3 separate regions of the Mus musculus genome follow, and all the other regions are linked to region 1. A link is a contact called in public Hi-C data. All regions are on one chromosome and are shown on one strand. Each heading gives the region's core, a stretch centred on a gene start, on an enhancer-like site or on the middle of the called end of the contact. The rest is flanking DNA. Distances are from core to core; before and after follow the strand shown.

Region 1 (3,476 bases), core at 611-3,110:
TACAATGGTTTTCAGCATACCTCACACTAATGACATCCCATTGTTACCATCTGTTGCTTTTCTCGTTCACTTTTGTCCAGTTTCCTCATACGACAAGTGCTTTTTGCATCGGTAACTTTTTAGTGTGTATTAGTTAAATACAACAATGGATTTCATTATGAGAATTCAGACATGTATATAATGTTTTGATCATATCCACCTTATTGCTCTCGTACCCCCAACTCCACTGAAGCCCTCTTCCCAAACAACTTTTTCCTTCTACTTCCATGGCCTCCTTCTCCTCCTCTTCCTCTTCATCCTTTCCTCCTCCTTCAGCTCCTTCTCCTCTTCCTATTTCTCTTTCTCCCCCTCTTCTACCTCCATTCACCTTCTCACCTTCTGTGTCCCAATGAGTTTAATTAGGGTTGCTTACAAAAGCATGGGTAAAAAGTTATTTATAGGCGTAAAACCGTGGTAGTTGTTCAGTCCACAAGGCTGGATGCTTCAGAAGGTTCCTGGAGAGCTGCTGCTTTCTAGTTGAAAGCTTGGTTCTATTGTAGGCAAAGGAATGACCAGGGGCAGCGGCACAGGAGCAAATGAGTGCAGAGGCAAGGCGGGGGGGGGGGGGGGGGGGGGGGGGGGGGAGGCCGGGGGCGGGGGAGGTCGAGACAGGAGAAGGCAGACAGTCTTCCCTCCATTTTTTATCTGGACTGCTCCCTGAAAAAACGGCCACCCACAGTGCGTGGGGGGGGGGGAGGAGTAGGTCTCACATCAATCAAGGCAAGTGCTCCATCTAGGCTGTAGCTACCAAGCAGGGGCAAGAATGTGGGGGCTTTGGGCAGAAAGTGGACAGTTATGGGTGCTCATGCTAAGAATGCCATGCTTTCTTGCTGGGTTTTTATATTTGGACATTTTCACAGTGACAGGTGAAATCGTACACACAGTCCCCTCCTCAGTTCAGAGCAGACGCTCAACACTTCCCTCATCTACAGAGTGAGCCCAAGCCAAGGAGGAAGTGAGAATAAATTGCAATGAATGAGAGAATAACTTAGTTAGGGAGATGGTTTATCACTGGAAAAAAAATCCCCCAGTCTTACCCTGCCCTGGTGTCTCTTCACCTGTAAAATTTGACATTTTGATTGCAAAAGTAATATAAACAGACAATAAAATGATCGCTCAATAGAGAAAAGAAAAAAAATTAAATAAATATTGTATTCCTCTGGGAGAGATGGCTGAGCGGCTAAGAGCATTTGCTGCTCTTCCAGATGAGCTGAGTTCTTGACACACGTCAGGTACCCGACAACACCTGTAACTCCAGCTCCCGGAGTCTGACCCTTCTCCTGGCCTCCCAGGCACCTGTACTAACATGCCCATACCCACATGCAGACACGTAAGTAAACATGAAGATAAATCTTCAAAAAAAAAAAAAAGATTCCTTGTATGAGTAGCTGAGTAGCCTCATGAAGACAGTGCTTGATGGTTTGTTAGTTACTCATAGAGGGGTAGGGAAGAGAGAGAGAGAGAGAGAGAGAGAGAGAGAGAGAGAGAGAGAGAGAGAGAGAGAGAGAATGCTACCTATTATTTTGCAACTTCCCTTTTTTTCTTGAACATTCTTCAAAGGAACACTCTACAGAGTAGAGTAAATAGTTGCTTAAAAGAAGGTGTGGTTAAACCAGACAGTTTATGATCATGCTAATTTTAATTTTGACATGAAGCTAATTGTGAACGTTTACCTGGTACATAATTTTGTATACATATTATGCTTTTAACCTAAGAACAAAACAAATACAGCAGCAGGAACAACCCAAGTAGTGAGAGCTGAAGTTGTGGTTGGGATCAGGTGGCCTTTGGCGCCTCTGGGGACAGGTGGCAGCTGGGCCACGTGAGGGGAACTATTTAGCAGAGTGACTCAGCAGAGCCAGGCTGACCAAGATCATAATCTGTCAGGAAGATGATTGTTCTTAGTCATCCAATTTCTCTTCTACGATGTCGAAAACGCTCACTTGTCAGGTCCTCTCTGCTTTGCCAGTTGGAGCTTGGATTTTCATTTTTTCCCAGGACTAAGCAATTCTGTTTGGAGCTAACTTTTGGGGGCATCAACGGTGTTTGACTCAAGTTTGAACCCAAGATCTCCTCAGACATCCTTCAAACAAGTATCCTCCGATGATTCAGAAACCCCACAAACAGAAATGTTAGCAAAAGACCTAGGAAAGCTGACCTTCAACCATAGTGCTATGAAGCTTTCTTCTCCTTGACCAGAAAAGGACATCATCATCACCACCACCACCATCATCATCATCTCCACCGCTGGAGGGAGAATGGGTGGAGAACAGATGTGGAGAACCATGGGGAAGGTTCAAAGTGCCTTTCCCAGGAGAAGGGTCCAGACATTACTGTTGGTACAGAATGACTCTGTAGCAAAGAGAAACAGATTATAAGGATTGGATAGAGCTATTGGTCTTTGTGGAAATCAGTTTGAAGAAGATAGTGGACCATTCAGATACATCTGCTCTTTCTGCCTGGATCATAGATGGATCCTTCTGAGAATGCTGCCCTGGGGAGAAAGTAGGACAGTCAATTTAGGCTGAAATTGTACATTGCCCTTTACTGCTGATAATACTGATGTAAAAGCTTTTTTTTTTTTTTTGAGATGAAACTGTACAGAGATCATTTTGAATAATCTATGCATGTATTTTGTGATTTATTTCAGTTCTTTGGCAATCATTTTGACTAGTCTATGTACAAGTTCTGTGATATATTTCGACTCATTTGCTGCAATCATTTGACCAATCTCTGCGTGAGATCTGTAATGCATTTCCGTTCTTCTATTTGTCTGATGCTGCGATATGTCTTCCAAACTTGTCCCCATTGATCTATATGGGATGTGTAAAGTCTGAATGCAAGTGAATGATTTCATTATATCTTTATGTTCCAATTTGACCCAAAGAAGAGTGAGTGAATTCAAATACTCTATGAGCTTCAGAAGCCTAGCGTCTGAGATGAAATACAAGGATGTGAAAATATAAGTAGAATTTAGGGGTAATCTGGTTAGAAGGTAAATAATTAGATAGTCGATTTTCCCAGTTTGTAGGTATTTATCTTAATTTCCAGTAATAGATATACGGAACTGATTAAAATGGGTGTGTGTGATCAAAGTGGTTTAGGTTCCTCTTTGCTCGTTTACAAATAAACCCTGTGCATGCTCATCCACCTCAGTGCAAATGTGAGCAGGGCCCAGCCATCGGGGAGGGCCTACTGGCTTCCCCAGCCATCGGGGAGGGCCTACTGGCTTCCCCAGCCATCGGGGAGGGCCTACTGGCTTCCCCACAGTTTCTTTTCTGTACTTAACCTTACATGATATTTCCTGCCACCTGGTTTGCATCCAGAACTGTTTCTCACATAGTATATTGACTTTACTCCCTTGGCCCCATGAAGCACCATTGTGCTCAACACAAACCCGTTGTCCCTGATTTTATATTGTTGGCCCTAACAGATTA
Region 2 (3,584 bases), core at 482-2,981, 130 kb after region 1:
CCAAAGGTAGTTAGAGGCTGTGCAGCCCAGTCTTGGTCACCTTATTTTTGAGTCAAAATCTCTCACTGGCCTGGAAGCCTCAAGGGGAGCTACAGGGATCAGCCTGCCTTGGTCTCCCCAGAGTCTAGCCTTTCTCTCTGTGGGTGCTTAGGAGACAAACATTTTATCAATTGGGCTATCGCCCCAATCCTTTGCTCCCCTTTTAACAGTATGAAACGAAGCAGAGCGGTGTGTGCAGACCCACGCTGCCGGGGACGTGGGTGGACCAAGGTGGGAAGCAGGATTCCTTCGCTCCGCTTGCCCACCGTGATTGGATCCCTACCCTAGACCCCCTTCCCTGCTTCCCAAGGCTAGCACCAAGCTGACAAGAGGACAACTTGAACTCTGCTTTACCCAGAGACAACTGGAGGTAGAAAGAAGGGCCTTCCTGAAGCTGCAAGAGAATGAGAGGCCTCTAGGACACAGCTCTGAGTCACAGTGAGCAGTGAGGATACCACCACAGATGGCCCCATATGGTTGCAATGTGTAGGAGGCTGCCAAACTCTCAGGGGAGAAGTGAGAGGCCCACCTGAGGACTGTTCTTGGGGAGTCGAATCTGAGCAATCATAACCCGACTTTGCTCACCCCACCTGAGTTGGGGCCAGCCTGAGCAACAGGCCACACCTCACTAGGTGTCTGCCTATCTCTGTATCCCCCCACATCCTTCCCTAAGTGACACGATGTTGATGTAATCAGCCTGGCAGGATCCAGAGTTACCTAGGAGACAGGCCTCTGGGTAATGCCTGTGAGGGATTCTGGGTAATGCCTGTAGGTTAATGGAGGCGGGGAAACTTCCCTTAATTGAAGGTAGCACCTCGCTGTGGGCTTAAATCTAATGAAATGACAAGCTGGCACCAGCAGTCATCTCCCTCTGCTTCCTGACTGAGTGTGACACGTGACCTATCTCTTCCCGCCCCTTCAGCCCCCTCTTCCCACACCAACGTGGATCACGAGCCAAAAATAAGCCCATGTTCCCTTAACTGCTTCTTGTCACGTATTTGGCCACAGCAACAACAAAAGTCACTAATGCTGTTGGCTACATTGATGAGTTCCAGTCTTTATCTCCTTCACCCTGTTAACCATTTTAGGAACACATCTCTGTAGCATTAACTACCTCCCCACTGTTGTGTAACATACTCTCCAGGCCACTTGCAACATTGTGACTCTACAGCCCATGAGCAATCGCTGTCCACTTCCCTCCCCTCAGCCCCTGACAGCTTCCATTCGGCATCTCTCTAAAGTTAACTGCTCTTAGCACTTCATGGAAGTAGAATCAGACAGAATGCCCTTCCACATGTGGCTAATTTTCATTAACTACATCTGGACTCCACCAAACCCCATGCTGCCTGGCGGTCCTGGGAGGTGAAGAGCTTTCTCAAGCCTCAGATCAGAGGATTTGTAGTTCTCAAGGAAAGGTTCCCGCGTGTGCAGGGGAGAACCGGAGTAGCTGGCTCACTGTGTGTGCCCCCGACCCCAACATTGTCCATCAAACACACCCTCTGTGCTCACAGCCTCAGGAGCCAGATTGCTGTTTGGAAGCCATTGACAAACCCAAGCTGCCCAGAACCCAGAAGTACGTGATACCCACTTCAACGGGGGTTATGTATTTTAATTCTTTCCCCCTTCAAGGAAGGGGAGAGAACTGAAGCTGTTGATGGAAACCCCACTTAAATGGATCAGCACTGGGGAGCCATGTGCACATCTGTTCTTAACAGGTCTCAGCTGAAAATATACCTAGATCTGTTTATGTGGAACCAGCTAAACATGATAAGATTACAACTTGCAGGGTAAGGATGGAGTTAGGAGTCAGGGGGTGGGGCGGGAGGAAAAACCCATCCACACTCAGTCTGTGTGTTTGCGCCTCACACTTAACCACAGATGTGTTGACTGGGCCGGATTTGCTGTGAATTTTAAAAGCCAAAATGGTTCAAGATTAGTTACAGACAAACTCAAGACCTTCCCACAGCTTTTCTGCAGTTCAGCCTCTCGACTTACTTCCCCCCCCCCCCCCGCCCCCATGAGCCCAGGAGGAGACTACAGTTGGGATGTCTCTTGAATTTTGAGTTCTGGCCCATGAGAAAGACAGTATGCTAGCTACTCACACAGAGAGGACACAGAACACCTTAAGCAAACAACTCAAAAGTAGCGGGGGTGGGGGAATGACGGTTTCCTTTGGGTCAGGTTACAGCTCATAGTTGACATGTTCTATTGGTTGTAAGCCTGTGGCAAGATCACTGTAGTGGGAGCAGGGGCTTGGTTTCCTTCACTTCCCACTAATGACATCAAGTTCTATACCCATCAGAATCACACTCATGGATTAAATCATAACCCTCAATCAACCAATAACTTCTCAATGATTGGATCTACCAGCTGAGGCCTAAAATTTCAACCCAGAAGTCTTGCAGAGACCTTTTTTATATCCAAATCATTACGAACACCAATCCCCCACCCCACCCCTCACCCCCACCCCCGCCTCCTGCTGCCCCAGGAAGGGTTGGCATGGGTTGAGGCATGTGTCTTTTTGCAGGCTCTGTGCTCTCTCAGGGTCTTTTGGCTTTGGACCTACAGCTACAATCTGAAGCTACACTGTTAACTCCAGCACAGAGCTGAGCAAGCAGTCTGGATGGTGGCTTAGAGCCCTGGTCCTCGAGCAAATGGCTAATAATGGCTTCAGCAGACTAACACTGGGAGGAAGTAGACCCTGTGGTCTACTTTTCTGAGTTTTGCTGAGATAGAAATCACTGGATTTTTACATGATGACTCCAGTATTGAAGGCAAATGAAAACCACAGCCCTGCTGTGGCTTTGGAGCCTCTCGTGGGTCTGTAGGTGTCTCCACAAGTGGGAGGAAGAGGCCTCATTGGCTTTGCCTGCTCCAGGCTCTGCGCAGCAGGATTCCCGTCCCCCAGTATAGGAAGACCCCATCTTAGGTGAAAGGTGTCACAGTTTAGTACCCTTCTCCACTTTCCCTCTGAACGCCATCATACTCCATATCTTCACTCCATGGTTTGAAACTTGCACTCATCTGGAGACATCCATCCATAATGGAGCTCTACAAATTGATATCAGTCTATAAAACGCACCACAGGATACAGAATAATGGTCACATAGCCTCAGAAACAATCAGCTGAAACTGACATCTGAAAGCACACATCCTCCTGCATCCCCCCACCTCGGGGGGGGGGGGGGAGGGGAGCTGTGATTGGTAAGGGCTTCATTCCCAATGGGCCTCACGCTGCGAGCACTTACCTAGTTTAGTTCATCAAAAATCACTTCTTTTAATAAGCAGTCCACAGGAAAACAATTATGGATGGCAGTTTCATTACACAGGAAGTTCTAGAACAAAGAACTCATCACCCACAATTCTGTGACCTATTAGATGATACAGAATTTTAATTAAAAAACATTAACATGTTAAATTGATGGCAAGGAAGGTCCTTACCACTTCAAGGTGTTAGAAAGAAACCAGGAAGGCAAAATATGGCTGGTAGGCTATCTGAATGAACTGTGCAGTGTGCCTTAAGATTTGTCATCTGTGGCTTTGTG
Region 3 (3,698 bases), core at 185-2,684, 160 kb after region 1:
ACAGTGCTCACCTGCAACCTCAGCACACAGGTGGGAGCGGCAGGAGACTCACTCTCAAAACACCTGCAGCCTCTGGTCCCCGAGTACAACTTTGTTATCATCCAGAGCCTCATAAAACAGAGACATAAGGCCAGAGGAGGGGAGATGGGGGTGGGCAGAAGAGTCATTCTGTAATATAGAGAGAGGAAGGGTCCACAGACAAGGAGTGCTAATAGCCTAGAGAAACCAAAACAGAGGGAGGCGAAAGCTATCTGCTGGTACCAGACCCATGGCACCTTGACTCCTGCTAGTGAGAGTTATTTCAGCCTCCTGAACTGTACCAGCAAACATCGGTGCTACTGGAAGCTCCCAAGAGTTGAAGGCAGCATGGGAAAGACGGGTACTCTGCAGGAGAAGAGCAAAAGCTAGAGGAACCAAGCGGGTTCCTTAAGCCACAGGGAAATCCCAGGAGGTGTCCAGACTTCCTCCTGCTGGGAAACAGCCTCCAAATACTGGAGCCTGCAACCCCTCCCGAAAGTCCCCTGGGCCAGGCACCTCGGAGCCCGTGGCTCTGAGAGTCATTCAGCATCTCGCTTACTGTGCCCACTCTCGGCCTAAATCACCCAGCTGGCGGGAATTGATTATTCTATAAGGCGAAAAGGAGGACCCACCATGCGAGCTGCAGTGCATGTTGGGAACAGGGCCAGGCCAAAGGTCCGAATAAACAGGGCTGCCAGGTACCCACCTAGAGTTATATCCCAGGAAGAAGTCCAGACAGGCAGCACTCAGAGTAGGAACTGCTAAAGGCTCCCTGAGGGGCTTTGCTTTGAGGGCCATAGGCCATTAAGGCATTTAAATCACAGTGTGTGTGTGTGTGTGTGTGTGTGTGTGTGTGTGTATGTTCATGATGGTTAGGTGGAGGTGGCGGTAGAACTGGGCCAAGGGTCTTGGTTCATAGGTGTCCCAAGCAGGTATGTCTCAAAAGATGGTAGCTAGACATGAAATACTTCTTGCTGGCTCATTTCTTTCCAGCCTGGGTGACAGAGTGTGGTGTGGGAGAGGGGGAGGGGAGGTACATTTGGTCACAGCCCTTGTTTACCAAAATGTCTTCTCCTGAGCAAGAAAAAAGTCCCAGAATAACGCAGGGGTAGGGTTGGGGTAGGGTGTCCTTGACCTCCTTCAGCTCTCTTGGTTACAACCGTCAAAATTGTCCTTCAAGTTTAGTCCCCAAAGGCGTCAGAGCTTGACAAAGATGAATGGGGAACAGCTGTCCCTTGGCCATCAGAATCGCAGCTCTCTCCTCCCTGTGTGGACTATGGGACATGGAGAGTGTGTTCCTCAGTCTCTGAGGCCAGACAGGCCAGACTCTGGTCACCAAAGTTTAGACTCAGCCACTATTCGGAAAGCGGTGGCCCAGGCTTTCCCTGACACAGTTGAGCAACTTGAGGCCTTGGGAATTTGGGTGTGCCTCATATGAGGAACTAAGCCAGGCTCTCACTTCCCAGTGGGGGCTCAGCTCTACTCCCAGAGTCCCTGTTCCCAGGCCCAGGATACAGGCAAATGGAGCTCCAACCAGGAGCCAGGAGCCCCCTTTCAGGAATTAGGGGACCACTTGCCTTCCTACCTGACTCATCCTTCCCACCTCAAGGGCATGGAGATGATGACAAAAGCCATGTCCATCTCTAGTCACTGTTGGTGACACCCTCCTCCTCTGCTGTCCTCTGCACAGTGCAATCCCAGGCTCTCATTGCCCACACCTTTGAATGTCCCTGGGCTCTGGAAAGCTAAGAGTCCAGTGGAGCTAGTGACTTCACTATGTCCTGCTCAGGGCAGCTGGCGCTAAAGGAACAGGTGTGTCCCATAGAGAGCTGGGCCTTGCCTCAGTTGTCCCAGTGTGGACTCAGAGCACCTCCATGTCCAGCTAAGGCCTAGCCCATGCTGTGTCCTAGATACCTGTGGTTAGGAGGGACAACTCAGGTGCTCACCACAGGTTCTAATCCCAGCACCAGGACTTTCCTTTGCCCTGGGGGATTGTTTAAATTGAGTGCCTCAGTTTTCCCCACCCCTACATGGTGATGAGTTTGGGGTGTTTTTGAAAGCTGCATGTGAGGGTTGAATAACACTGGAGAGGCAAGGGCCACATCTGGCATGAAGGGCAGGCAGGGTGTGAATGAAACTGAGTGTGGTTCTCAGACTCTCAAACAGAGGGCCAGATTGATTACCACAAAGTAAGTCAAGGTCCCTTTTAAATACCTGGCCAGGCTCCCCTCTGAGCAGCATTGGCTCTGAGGCATGAACAGATGGCAGAAGCCTTTCCTGGCAGCTCAGTGTGGAGGCCTCTTCTCTGGGGGCTGGCCTTTTCTAGGTCCTACTTCTCTTCTTCCTTACATCTCCTCCGGGCAAAAGCTAATCCTGTCATCCATTTACCAAAGGGGAAACTAGGGCTCAGAGAGGTTGCAAAAATTGTCTTGGTGGTAGAGTGACTCAGGGCTGTACTGTGAACTGTCCCCTGTCTGTTATGGGGTCTGCTCACTGTGGTGGCCTTTGCTGCCTGGGCCAGGGAGAGGCAGGACCAGGAACTAAGGCCAGGACGTAAGACACCGGGACCACGTTCTCACATCACTGTGATCTGTAGGTAGACAGCACAGGGCCCCACTCAGATGGGTACTCTTCCCGGGACCAGGACCGAGGAACAAGGAAGATAGCATAGCAGACGTATGAGCCTGGGGTTCATAGTGATTCGTCCAAAGGACCTTGTGCCAATATGCTCAGGCCTCATGCATCTGTCCCTCTGGGGAGATGTGGATGGTCTTCCCTAGATTCACCATAGTTAGCAACACACACACACACACACACACACACACACACACACACTGGCAGCAGTAGGGATGCACTCAGTTGCCTGGTGTCTGGTTTCTTAAGCTAGGCCAGGGAACTTTTATGTAGAATGTTAATTGGGCTCTGCCTGGCCCAGGATACCTGGCTGTGACAACAATGTCCCCATACTTCTACTGCCTACCTGCAAGGACCCTGCCTCCACGTTCACTTCTGGTAGGTTGGACTGACCCTATATCTAAAACGCTAGCGTCCTAATATTACTTTTAATGGTGTCTTGAGTTGAAAATGATGGAGTCTCAAACTACTGTCCATTGCTCCAAATTCCTAGGCTGCCCAGAGTTTTTGTCTTGTTTGTAATAACATTTTATTAGAACACAATGGCTCTCCTCTGTGCATCACCTCTGGCTGTTGCTATGCTACACTGGCAGAGAAGCTCTAAGACACTGAAGGGCCTGCACATCTAAGATAATTTCCAGCTAGCCATTTTGAACAAAAGTTTGCTGAAAAATCAAAACTCAGTTGGAAGTTTGATTCTGTGAAAGCCTTAACAGCGTGGGGAAGTTATATTCTAGATCTCTACATTTTGGATCAATCCAGGTTCTCTTGAGGGAATGAATCTAATGCTGAAGCAAGTGTGGACGAGGGTGCGTGTGTGTAGACGTGTACGTGTGAGGATTAGTAGTGGGCAGTGGATGCAATTACCGAGGTGAGTCTATGGATTACTGAGGGTGAAGTTGAAGCCAGAGCAGAGCTCAGACTCAAACTGGATCCCCGGACAAGTGTATTAGCCAGGGCTCTTCAAAGTAGAGAATATATATAGGATTTCTTAGACTGCTTACAGGATATAGCCCAGCTAATCCAGCAATGGCCTTTTCACACTG

Evidence for each region. Hi-C and Micro-C count contacts between places; a contact is called where the count stands out from the background.
Region 2: a Hi-C map of bone marrow-derived macrophages shows a contact between it and region 1, with 41 read pairs. The contact joins two enhancer-like sites. A contact is called at or near these places in 1 of 15 datasets of contacts at CTCF or cohesin (CD8 T cells), 4 of 484 Hi-C or Micro-C datasets (CD8 T cells, bone marrow-derived macrophages, morula and 1 more), 7 of 115 datasets of contacts at active chromatin or transcription factors (CD8 T cells, the SCID.adh cell line, bone marrow-derived macrophages and 3 more) and 1 of 9 other capture datasets (bone marrow-derived macrophages).
Region 3: a Hi-C map of bone marrow-derived macrophages shows a contact between it and region 1, with 42 read pairs. The contact joins two enhancer-like sites. A contact is called at or near these places in 1 of 15 datasets of contacts at CTCF or cohesin (CD8 T cells), 3 of 484 Hi-C or Micro-C datasets (bone marrow-derived macrophages, morula and peritoneal macrophages), 5 of 115 datasets of contacts at active chromatin or transcription factors (CD8 T cells, bone marrow-derived macrophages, embryonic stem cells and 2 more) and 1 of 9 other capture datasets (liver).

The regions. Positions count from the first base shown.
Region 1 is chr2:128,202,356-128,205,831 of GRCm38.p6, forward strand. It overlaps Gm14009 (a long non-coding RNA gene), which reads left to right. Exons shown (of 3, transcript XR_866719.1): 3 at 2,038-2,925. Among named protein-coding and RNA genes, the nearest start is that of Gm14009, 34 kb to the left of the region's middle. Within about 2 kb of position 1,861, at least 84 of the 459 cell types and tissues checked have an H3K27ac peak or open chromatin away from gene starts, as enhancers often do. A contact at or near this core is called in the SCID.adh cell line and bone marrow-derived macrophages, where this site is marked.
Region 2 is chr2:128,333,085-128,336,668 of GRCm38.p6, forward strand. All of the region lies in intron 1 of Morrbid (myeloid RNA regulator of BCL2L11 induced cell death), which reads right to left. Among named protein-coding and RNA genes, the nearest start is that of Gm14010, 88 kb to the right of the region's middle. Within about 2 kb of position 1,732, at least 68 of the 459 cell types and tissues checked have an H3K27ac peak or open chromatin away from gene starts, as enhancers often do. A contact at or near this core is called in the SCID.adh cell line and bone marrow-derived macrophages, where this site is marked.
Region 3 is chr2:128,359,372-128,363,069 of GRCm38.p6, forward strand. All of the region lies in intron 1 of Morrbid (myeloid RNA regulator of BCL2L11 induced cell death), which reads right to left. Among named protein-coding and RNA genes, the nearest start is that of Gm14010, 61 kb to the right of the region's middle. Within about 2 kb of position 1,435, at least 24 of the 459 cell types and tissues checked have an H3K27ac peak or open chromatin away from gene starts, as enhancers often do. A contact at or near this core is called in bone marrow-derived macrophages, where this site is marked.